Regions from separate parts of the Mus musculus genome. Here region 1 is linked to region 2. The links are chromatin contacts, called in public ChIA-PET maps. All regions are on one chromosome and are shown on one strand. The core of a region is the stretch at or near the end of the contact, and the rest is flanking DNA. Distances in the headings are between cores, read along the strand shown. Region 1 overlaps Orai2 (ORAI calcium release-activated calcium modulator 2). Region 2 overlaps Ssc4d (scavenger receptor cysteine rich family, 4 domains).

Region 1 (5,794 bases), core at 2,060-4,559, 200 kb after region 2:
AGGGACTGCACACACAGTAGGAGTGAATTACTACCACAAGCATGGCTGCCATGGCCAGGCTGAGGTCATACGGACTCTGGGCCATCTGCATGACCTAGGCCTTTCTCCATGCCTGTCTCTGCCCTGCAGGCCGCCATGAAGTCTAGACCTCCCCTCCCAGAATGCACACTCTCTGTCTGATCATTCGCAGAACCTGCCTGGAAACCTCACAAGTGGTTTAAGCTTTCGTTTGAGTGAGGCACTATAAAGTCTTCCAAAGTTTAAGAGCCAAATGGTCTCAAGGCCAGGATCCAAAAAACGACAGCTGCAGATGGGAGCGAGCTCCAAGCCCTGCACCTCACAGAGAAAGGAAAGCATCGAGCTGGGGCTGCGGCTCAGGAGTACAGAACTTACCTGACATACACAGCCCTGGGCTCCATCATCAGCACCACACACACAGACAGACACACAGATATACACAGAAACACAGAAACACACACAGTCAGACACATATGCACACACACATACACAGGCAGACACACACACACACACACACACACACACACACACACACATGTGAAGGGAGAAAGGAAGCTGAGTGTGGCCTGCCTTTAACCCAAACACTAGAAAGGCAGAGACAGGAGGAACCCTGAGTTGGAAGCCAGCCTGGTCTACATAGTGAGTTCAAAGACAACCTGTCTACATGGCGAGACCCTGACTGAAAATATAAAATAAACAATAAAGGGAAAGGAAATAAGTCTCATACACGCTCCTTCAAATTGAGCTTGTAAGTCCACTTAGTTGGCACACGCCTTTAATCCAGCACTCAAGATTCAGAGGCAGGCAGGTCCATGAGTTCAAGGTCAGCCTGGTCTACATAGAATTCTAAGACAGTCAAGGGCCTTGATCTCTCAACCCTTCTGCTGCAGCCCTGACTGCTGGGCTGACAGGCATGTGACATCATGCCTCGTGCATGCTGGGCGGCACTGCCCCATCCCCACTGCGAGTCCCCTGGCTCTTTCTGATTGTGGCAGTTCCCTGTCCCTTGAAGACACTGGCCATCAGGGGAGTCAGTGGATTATTTTCTGTCACACTTTGAACTCCAGTCACACAGATTGGTTCCCTGAGCATCAGCAGAGAAGTGCGTCCGCCTTCCAGCCTGGCCATGCTGAGAGCAGGCACTGGATGTCTGGCCCACCTCTTTTGCCGAGGGTCCCAGGTTCTGTCAGAGACCAGAGCCACCTTTGGATCCCATGTCTCTACATAAACTGTAACAAGCAGGCCCTGGGGAAGGTTAAATGAGCTTGGAAGCCAGGCATGGTGGTGGAGATCTTTTAAATGCAACAATTAGGAGGTGAAAGCAGGAGGATCATGAATTTGACCCTGCACCTGAAGCTTGGTCTAATGGGTAGGCCAGGCTAGCCCTGAACTCACTGTGCAGCTGAGGTGACTTTGGGTGGATCCCCCTGCTTCCACCTCTGAGTGCCGGGATTATAGGTGTGCACCCCCATGCCTGATGTACTGGGGCTTACGTATGGAAGGCAAGCACTCTACTGACCGAGATGCGTGCTTAGCACGATGAGGCCATAGGGGAAATGCTAAGTACCCTTGGGGAGATGGTTAGGGGCTGAGCAACAACTGAGCACACTTGTGGTGTTTTGAATATGCTTGGCCCAGGGAGTGGCACTAGTAGGAGGTGTGGCCTTGTTGGAGTGGATGTAGCCTTGTTGGAGGAAGATGTGTCACAGTGGGCTTTAAGACCCTCCTCCTAGGGCTGGAGAGATGGCTCAGTGGTTAAGAGCAAACGACTGCTCTACCGAAGGTCCTGAGTTCAAATCCCAGCAACCACATGGTGGCTCACAACCATCCGTAATGAGATCTGACGCCCTCTTCTGGTGCATCTGAAGACAGCTACAGTGTACTTAGATATAATAATAAATAAATCTTAAAAAACAAAACAAAACAAAACCCTCCTCCTAGCTGCCTGAAAGTCAGTCTTCTCCTGTTTGACTTTGGAACAAGATGAAGAACTCTCAGCTTCTCCTGCACCATGTCTACCTGGATGCTGTCATGTTCCTGCCTTGGTGATAATGGACTGAACCTCTGAACCTGTCAGCCAGCCCAAGAGTTGCCTTGGTCATGGTGTCTGTTCACAGCAGTAAGACCCTAACTAAGACAAGGTTCAAGGCCATCGTTTTAGGGGCTGGAGAAATGGCTCGGTGGATAAGAAGAGTGTCTGCTATGCAATCATGAGGATTTTAGTTTGGGGCCCAACATCCATGGGAAAGCTGGAAGTCTAGCAGAGAAACCTCAAGCCCTGGGCTCAGGGAGAGACCCTGCCTCAAGGGACTGTTTGCCATCAAATGATGGAGGATACATCGGATTCCCTTTTCTGGGCTCCTGGTGCATATGCATGTGTGCATTTCTGCACACACGTGTGCAGATATCCACACACAGACACACAGACACACAAATAAATCGTTTTTAAAAGGTCCTAGAGCTGGGGAGAACCCTTAAGGGATAAAGTGGTCGCACAGGAAGTTTGAAGATTAGTGTTTGGATTCCCAGAACCCACGTAAGTGCTGGGTGGGTGTGGTGGCCCACATACAATTCCAGCCCTGGAAGGGGAAACAGGATCATCAGAGTAATCGGTTAGCAAGACTGACTGCATCAATGGGCTCTGGGTTTGATTGAGAGACCCTGACTCTGGGGGCTGGAGAGATGATGGCTCAGTGGTTAAAAGCAGTGTGTACTCTTCCAAAGGACCCAGGTTTAATTCCCAGCACTCACATGGTGGCTCACAACTGCCTATAACTCTAACTCCAAGGATCTGAAGCCCTGTTCCACCCTTCTCAGGCACCAGGCACTCATGTGATACACAGACATGCACATGGGCAAAACACCCACACAAAAAGAGAGAAGAAAAAAGAGACTCTGCCTCAATACATATGGGGGAAGACCAGTGGCATAATTCTCAGCCTCAGTCTTGGGCCTCTGTATGCACATGCTCATACATACATGTGCATTTACACACGTGCACACATGTATTCACATGCGCACATCACAGACGCACAAAGGGGAAAATCAAGATGAAAAAGATCCTATAGAACAACAAAAGAAAGGAAATCAAAAACAAAAAGCCCCCTAGTTCACCACAGCAGCTCTGTTTGATAATGGAGGCTGTGGCCTGGAGTTAAAAACCAAAAACCAAAAAAAAAAAAAAATGAAAAAATTATTGTTTGACTTGAAGTAAATCACTTGCTACCCAGTGGTATCCCGCTGAGCAGTGGTGCTTGTCCCCTGGGCCAGTTTCCTGTGGGGTGTGGGGCAGGGACTCTAGAGTGATGACAGCTGTAGGACCGGCTCTTAGGATGACTAAGAGACGGCGGCAGCTGTGAGGAGCCGCCCTCACATTTGCCATTATAAGATGGCACTGACAGCTGTGTTCTAAGTGGTAAACATAGTCTGCACACATGCAGGGGCAGTTTTCCCACCATGTGTTCTGCCTTTCCCGTGATGACAACTGGGCCGATGGGCTGCAGCCAATCAGGGAGTAATACGTCCTAGGTGGAGGATAATTCTCCTTAAAAAAGGGATGGGGTTTCGCCATTTGCTTGCTTGCTCTCTTGCACTCTGGCTCCTGAAGATGTAAGCAATAAAGCTTTGCCGCAGAAGATTCTGGTTTGTTGCGTCTTTCCTGGCCGGTCGTGAGAACGCGTCTAATAACAATTGGTGCCGAAACCCGGGACGAGAAAAAACTCGGGACTGGCGCAAGGAAGATCCCTCATTCCAGAACCAGAACTGCGGGTCGCGGTAATAAAGGTTCCCGTAAAGCAGACTGTTAAGAAGGATTCAACTGTATGAATTCAGAACTTTTCAGCTGGGGAACGAGAGTACCAGTGAGTACAGCTTTACGAGGTAAGCCTGGCCTTGAACTTTCTAAGGAAATTCAAGACAGTCTATCAGAAGTAAAGTGGAAAATGGCTTTGCAAGGTATATTTGGCCTTGAATTTTTTCTAGTGTTAGAAGCCCTTTTGTTCCTTTTCACATGTTATCAAGTGGTTAAGGCAGGGCGGATTCTAGAGGAAATTCAGGACAAGCTATCAGAAGTAAAGCGGGGAGAGAGAGTAGGAGCAAAGAGAAAATATGGTACACAAAATAAGTATACAGGCCTTTCCAAGGGTCTTGAACCCGAGGAAAAGTTAAGGTCAGGTAGGAATACCTGGAGAGAGATTAGAAGGAAAAGAGGGAAAAGGGAAAAGAAGAAAGATCAATTAGCGGAGGTTTCTAGGAGAAGGAGCCTATACCCATCACTAGATGAGTTTAAGGAGCTAGTTCTTAGTAGCTCTGAATCAGATAAAAAATTTAGCTTCTCTGAAGAAACAGACTTGGAGGAGGAAACAGCTCGTTATGAGAGAGAAAAGTGCCAGCCAGATAAAATGCGAGCTAATCGGTCAAGGAAAAAGCCAAAAGCGGCTGGCAAAGGCCAGCTTGCTGCTTGGCCTCTTGGCAGTCGGCTTCAAGGTCATAGTGCACCTCCACCCTATGCTGAGCCCCCGGCCTGCGTAGTGCATCAGCCCTGCGCAGAGAGGCAATGGACAGAGAGGCAATGCACAGACTCGTTCATTCCAAAGGAGGAACAAAGGAAAATACAACAGGCATTTCCGGTCTTTGAAGGAGCCGAGGGTGGGCGTGTCCACGCTCCGGTAGCGTATATACAGATTAAAGAGCTTGCCGAGTCGGTCCGTAACTATGGAGTCAGTGCTAATTTCACTATAGCACAAGTGGAAAGGCTTGCGAATCACGCTATGACTCCTGGTGATTGGCAGACGGTAGTAAAAGCTGTAGCCCCCAGTATGGGAATGTATCTTGAGTGGAAAGCCTTGTGGCAGGACTCCTGCCAGACGCAGGCAAGGGCCAATGCCACCATGAAAGGGGATCAGAGAACGTGGACTTTTGAATTACTTACAGGTCAGGGACAACACGCTGCTAACCAGACAAATTATCATTGGGGAGCATATGCTCAGATCTCAGCTGCTGCTGTTAAGGCATGGAAAGCACTACCTAAGAAGGGAGAGGCAAGTGGGCAGTTGACCAAGATTACTCAAGGTGCACAGGAATCCTTCTCAGATTTTGTGGCCAGAATGACAGAGGCAGCAGAGCGTATTTTTGGAGAGTCAGAGCAAGCTGCGCCTCTGATAGAACAGCTAATCTATGAGCAAGCCACAAAGGAGTGCCGAGCGGCCATAGCCCCAAGAAAGAACAAAGGCTTACAAGACTGGCTCAGGGTCTGTCGAGAGCTTGGGGGACCTCTCAGCAATGCAGGCTTAGCGGCTGCCATCCTTCAATCCCAAAAATGCTCCATGGGCAGAAATGATCGGAGGACATGTTTTAACTGCAGAAAGCCTGGGCATTTTAAGAAAGATTGCAGAGCTCCAGATAAACAGGGAGGGACTCTCACTCTTTGCTCTAAGTGTGGCAAGGGTTATCATAGAGCTGACCAGTGTCGCTCTGTGAGGGATATAAAGGGCAGAATCCTTCCCCCACCTGATAGTCAATCAACTGATGTGCCAAAAAACGGGTCATCGGGCCCTCGGTCCCAGGGCCCTCAAAGATATGGGAACCGGTTTGTCAGGACCCAGGAAGCAGTCAGAGAGGCGACCCAGGAAGACCCACAAGGGTGGACCTGCGTGCCGCCTCCGACTTCCTATTAATGCCTCAAATGAGTATTCAGCCGGTGCCAGTGGAGCCTATACCATCCTTGCCCCCGGGAACCATGGGCCTTATTCTCGGCCGGGGTTCACTCACCTTGCAG
Region 2 (6,061 bases), core at 2,278-4,777:
AAGGCATGCACCACCACGCCCAGAAAAAAGAAAAAAAAAAAAATATATATATATTAAAGCTACCAAAAAAAAAAAAAAGACAAAGACGGTGAAGAGTTTTGGCTTTGTTTTTTGGGTTTTTTTCAAGACAGGGTCTCAAGGTGTAGCTAGTCCTCAGGAGATGGCAGAAGGGGGATCAGGAAATTGTGGTCATCTTGCATTACAATGCAAAATTATGAACAAAATTAAGGGGGGGAATGAGCAAGGCAGTTTGATTGGGCAGACAGCTCCATGGATGCTCAATTTCTGAAATTTCTAACAACGGGGGCTGGCACGGTGGCCCAGCAGGTGAAGGTACCTGGTGCCAATCTGGAGGATATCAGTTGGATTCCCTAGCATTCGCATGGTGGGAGAGTGTTGACTCCCACAAATTTTCCTCTCAGATGGCTCTACTCGTGTGTGGTGGCCCAGGCATGCTTGCATCCATACATGAACATTATACACACATACACAGAACAATAAGAAATAGAAAATAGTAATTAAGCCGGGCGTGGTGGCGCACGCCTTTAATCCCAGCACTCAGGAGGCAGAGGCAGGCGGATTTCTGAGTTCGAGGCCAGCCTGGTCTACAAAGTGAGCTCCAGGACAGCCAGGGCTATACAGAGAAACCCTGTCTCGAAAAAACCAAAAAAAAAAAAAAAAAAAAAAAAAAAAGTAATTAATCTTGTTTTCTCTTGGTAACAGAAAGTTACCTAGCAGACATGAGGAATTCATCTTCCTAGGGCTTTATTTTGTTTATTTGAGACAGGGTCTTATGAAGCCCAGGTTAGCCTTGAACTTGCTCTATAGGAGAATCCTCCTGAGTCTACCTGCTACATGCTCTGATTACAGGTGTCTGCTACCACACACAGTTTATGCAGGGCTAGGAATCAAACTCAGGGCCTCATGCATGCTAGGCAAGCACTTTACCAACTGGGCTACATCCCAGGCCAGGTTTTCTGGTCCTCCCTCCCCCCACTCCCCCAGAAAGGGCTTCACTATGTAGCTGTGGCTTGGAACTCAATAGTGATCCACTTGCCTCTGCCTCCAAAGTACTGGTATTTCCCATTTGATTTTAGTGTATGCATGGATGCGAGTGTGAGTGCGTGCAAACGTGTGCATGAAGAACTTAGAGGATAACTTTCTAAAAAGGCCAGTTCTTGCCTACTTTTAGGTAATTTGGAGAATTGAAGTCAGGTTGTCAGGCTGTTTCAAGCAATTACTTTTACCTGTGAGCTTCATCACTGGCCCAAGGCACTGTTTTTGTTTTGTTTTGTTTTGTTTTTGAGACAGGGTTTCTCTGTGTAGCCCTGGCTGTCCTGGAGCTCACACTGTAGAACAGGCTGGCCTCGAACTAAGAAATTCACCTGCCTCTGCCTCTTGAATGCTGGGAGTAAAGGCGTGCACCACCAAGCCTGGACCTGGTTTTTTTAAGGTAGAGGCAACTTTGACTTTCCAAGTGAATGGCCACGTGGATGGAATAAGCTATCTATCCCATGAAAAGGGTTCCCTGAGCTGACTGCTGCTAACCTCGCAGGGACCCAGACTTGTCTAACTCATGCAGGGATCTTGAGACAGAAAATTGACTATGGTGGCAGACAGCAGGTGCCTCGTTGACTACAGCTTCTTCATCAGGCCTTCCTATCCAGCGAAAAGGAAGCCAATGACAGTGCAAAAGACTCAAGTCCCTATTGCTCTGTAGCTCACAGTGGGGCAGGTCAATCCTGGCTCTCTGCATGTTTCTCCATCTGCCCAGATTGAGTTATGTCAAACTTGCTCTGGTCTGGCAGGGCCAATCTTTTTTTTTTTTTTTTGTTTCTTTTTTTTTTTTTTTCTCGAGACAGGGTTTCTCTGTATAGCTCTGGCTGTCCTGGAACTCACTCTGTAGACCAGGCTGGCCTCGAATTCAGAAATCTGCCTGCCTCTGCCTACCAAGTGCTGGGATTAAAGGCATGTGCCACCATGCCTGGCTGGCAGGGCCAATCTTAAGACGACAGACACTCGGTCAGGGTGATGCTACACATAGAATTTGCTGTGGTACAGCAGGCTGTGTTAAAATCCTCAGTCTAACCCACCTGAGGTAGCTCACATCTATAAAACCAGCCACTGGGAAGATGATGGGGGTGGAAACTGCTTGAGGTCAGCCTGGACTGAAGTGTGAGATCCTGTCTCTGAGGCAAGGGAGTTCAGAAGTCTGCGTTCATTTCTGGCTACACAACACATTTCAGGGCAGCATAGGCTACATTGTCTTGTTTCAAAACAAAACCACAACCACAACACCCCTCAGTTTATTGTTCATGTTTGCCAGAGGTGGGGAACCTTTTCCAATTCTTTAATTGGTTTGTTTTTGAGACCATGTCTTATGTAGCATAGGCTGGCCTTGGATTAGCTGTATAATTGAGGGTGACCATCTGTCTCCACCCCTGGGACTTTAGGCATGTGACAGCCACCACACTGAGGTTTGTTTTCTTCCCTTTTTAGAAATCTATTTTCTTTTTGTAGTTGCTGATTTAAAAAAAAAAAAAGACATTTTAATTGTGTGTGTGTGTGGCCACATGGCCTCACCTTTACCTGTGGAACCCTTTCGCTGACCCAAACTGAGTTGGGGACTGAACCTTGGACTTTCTGAATGCTTGGACAGAGCTCTACCAGCTGAGTTACACACCAGCCTCCTTAATCTTGATTTATTTTAGATGTTTTTTACCCCATAGTGCCACCACACCCTATTCCAATTCTGGTTTTATTGTGAACCGGTTTTACAATTTCAACAGTCCTTTGTGGGTTAAATGTCCTCTGTGAAAGCGTCGCATGCCTTTCATCTCAGCAAGCAGGTCTTTGAGTTTGAGGCCTGCCTGGTCTACAGACTGAGTTCCATCCAGGGCAGCCAGCGTCATACAGAAAAACTGTTTCGAAAAAAACAAAACCAACCAAATGGTCTTTTATGAAAATATCAGTAGCTTTAGGATATAGCTCAGTTGGTCGAGCGTTTGCCTAGCGTAAGTGAAGTCCTGGGTTCCTCAGAATTGCATAAATGAGCAGGGGTGGCACGCACCTGTAACCCCAGTTGGGTGGGCAGAGGAAGAAATAAAATTAAAAAAACTCAAAGTCACCTTTGGCAAGCCACCCTGAACTGCATGAGACCTTGACTAAAGCATTTTTAAAAGGGGTGAGGGGGTGGGGTGGTGAGGAGAGAAGCAGCCTTGTGGCGCAGAGGTTGTTGTTGGTAAATACTCTTTGTAATCCGCAAAGGTCCGCGGGGACTGAAAATGTCGCCTAAACTACAGTGTCTTGGGAATGGTTGACCTTCCTTCCCTTGTATGGGCTGTACCGGGGACTCAATTCCTTTGTCAGACCAAACCTAGAACTCTGCACAAAAAAAAAAAAAAGACCCGCCCCGAGGCATGGAAAGGTCTCGAAGAGCGTGGCCCCGCCCCTGCCCCACCTAACCAGCAACCTTCCGTTTGCTGCGACTGGCTGAACCAGTTTCAAAGCTACCCAATCAAAATCCTTCAGTAAGATAGAGGCGTGGCTTCAGTTCCGACCCAGGGCGGGCTCTCCTCTGAGCTCCTGCGGTGACTCAGCAGGAAGGCGTGAGTTATTGGGGCCCGGAAGGGCAGGGCTACGTCACGTCCTACCCTGTCCGCCCCGGCCGTCGAGGCTTACGGGGCTCCAGTGGGAATCCCAACACCTGGACTCTGTTGGTTTTGTTTTGTTTTGATGACCCAGAAAAACCCTGGACCTTTCACTGATCTTTTGTTTCCTCCGTTTGCACAGTGGTTAAGAACACTTCCCGGAGCAGTGCCTGAGTGGGAAGACCCTGGAAGTTTGGAGTTTGACCTTACAGGAAGTCAATCCCAGTTGCCTCGTTTTTTTTTTTTTTTTTTTTTTCCCCTCTTCTCTTTTTGCTAATCCATCAATCCTCAAGGTTTGGCTCCCATTCGAGTTGTCAGGCAGGTGTGACAACAAATACACAAGGGAGGCTAGCCTGCTGCACTTCGAAAAACTCACCAGAACTTAAAGTCATCCTCAGGAACGTAGAGACCAGGACATAGGGTCCGGACGATGGTATAGATGATGAGGGGCCAAGCTGGCGTGATGGCTCAGCAGGTATCAAGAATCTGGTACCCGCATGGAAGGAAAGAATTCCTGTGACATGTACCACACATGTACTCAAACATGCATGCATTAGCCTTTTTTTTTTTTAAAGTAAGAGGGGCCTAGAGAGCTGGCCCAGCAGTTAGGGCACTTGCTCTTGCAGAGCCCCTGAGCTCAGTTCCCAGCACCCACGTGGTGTGGTTTACAACCATCATAACTCCACTACCAGGGGCTCCAACGCTTTGTGACTGTGGTGAACACAGGGTATACACGTGGGCAACATTCAGCCATGTATGAAAACATTTATACACAGATGCAGAGGTGTTTCAGTGGGTAAGAGCAATCATTGTACAAAGTTGGGGACCCAAGTGGGGATTCCAGCACCCAGGAGTAAAACCTGAGTGGCCAGGAATGCCTATAACTCTGGTACTACGGAGGGCAGAGACTGGATGACTTCCGGAGCTTGCTATCCTTTAGCCTAACTCAGCATTTGAGGAGAAAGCCTGCACCCAGGGGATCTGCGTGTGATAGAACTGGACGCCCTGTATCATCATCATCACCATCACTACACACAGGCACACTCAGTAATAAATCTTTGCGGGGTGGGGGTGGGGGGTAGGGAACCAGAATTGGAGTTTGTAGCTGTGGCTCAGTGGTCGAGTACTTGCCTTCCATGATTTAGGTCCTAGGTGGGTTTTGTTTTTTTGTTTTTAAATATTTATTTATTTATTATATGTAAGCACACTGTAGCTGTCTTCAGACACTCCAGAAGAGGGCATCAGATTGTTGTTATGGATGGTTGTGAGCCACCATGTGGTTGCTGGGATTTAAACTTAGGACCTTTGGAAGAGCAGTCTGTGCTCTTAACCACTGAGCCATCTCACCAGCCTAGGTTTAATCCCCAGTCCTACCACAGCAAAACAAAGCAATCAAACCAACCCAAGCAAGCAGGAATGGAGTCTAAAGGAAGCATCAGAGAACAGCAAAGGCATAAAGAGGGCAGCAATGAATGAGAACAAAATATAACAACTCACACATGAAAATGGATGCCAGCTCTCAGGAGGCAGAGGCAGGCAGACCTCTGAATTTAAGATTAGCATGGTCTATAGACTGGGTTACAGGAAAGCCGGGGCTATACAGCAAACAAACAAACAAAACCAACCTGTCTTGAAAAACTAAAACAAAAAGCAAACAAAACTAATATAGAAATTCATAGGCAGAGAAAGTGGAGAGGGTAGTGTGGCCTTTCTAGAAGTTCAGGCTGCTTTAAACTCCTAATCCACCTGCTTAAGCATGTACGTGCTGAATTACAGATCTTTGCCACCACTAATTCAGGCAGGGTCTCCCAGCAACCCCTACCCCCAGGTATCTAGTAGTCTAAGCTGGCCTTGAATGGTTATGTAGTTGAGGATAGCTTTGAACTCCTGATCTTCATTCCTGTGATCCCTTTAAAGAGGGAATATCACAGGTTGACCAGAGGAGGGTTGTTTTGTTTTGTTTTTTTCCGTTTTTCTGCCATTTTATTTTCTGGGCCTATTCAGTCAGCTTCTCTCACTCTGCAGCTCTGGCTGGCCTGGAACCCCACCCCACCCGCAGAACGCCCTTCTTCGGCACCCCGAGCACCGGCATTACAAACATGCACCATCGTGCCCTACTGCCTCTCCTTTCCTGGATCTAGATTTGTGTGTGTGTGTAGCCCAATGGAGGATGACCAGACACTCCACTGAGGAGCCTGAGGCTTGCCATGGTGAGTCAGCATTTCCCGGCCGTGATGGGCTCTGGAGAACTGGATGATGCTGCTCTTGGACCACAGCCTTTCATCGCCATGCCAGTTTTCTCCAGAAAGTCCTTCCTGGAGTTTTTCCAGTAGCCATGGTACAGGTTCTCAAACAATGACCTCAGTTAAAAGACTGGGGGAGATAATGCTTTATTGACTTGGCACCTAAGG

Evidence for each region. ChIA-PET counts read pairs in DNA pulled down with a chosen protein or histone mark.
Region 1: a contact with region 2 is called in an RNA polymerase II ChIA-PET map of effector CD8 T cells, with 12 read pairs. The contact joins two enhancer-like sites. A contact is called at or near these places in 2 of 484 Hi-C or Micro-C datasets (embryonic stem cells and nephron progenitors), 5 of 115 datasets of contacts at active chromatin or transcription factors (the HPC-7 cell line, T-cell acute lymphoblastic leukemia, bone marrow-derived macrophages and 2 more) and 2 of 9 other capture datasets (liver and pancreatic islet).

What each region holds. Positions count from the first base shown.
Region 1 is chr5:136,152,307-136,158,100 of GRCm38.p6, forward strand. All of the region lies in intron 2 of Orai2 (ORAI calcium release-activated calcium modulator 2), which reads right to left. Among named protein-coding and RNA genes, the nearest start is that of Orai2, 15 kb to the right of the region's middle. Within about 2 kb of position 3,310, at least 15 of the 459 cell types and tissues checked have an H3K27ac peak or open chromatin away from gene starts, as enhancers often do. A contact at or near this core is called in effector CD8 T cells, where this site is marked.
Region 2 is chr5:135,954,199-135,960,259 of GRCm38.p6, forward strand. Ssc4d (scavenger receptor cysteine rich family, 4 domains) reads right to left here. Exons shown (of 11, transcript NM_001160366.1): 11 at 6,025-6,061. Among named protein-coding and RNA genes, the nearest start is that of Ssc4d, 17 kb to the right of the region's middle. Within about 2 kb of position 3,528, at least 388 of the 459 cell types and tissues checked have an H3K27ac peak or open chromatin away from gene starts, as enhancers often do. A contact at or near this core is called in effector CD8 T cells, where this site is marked.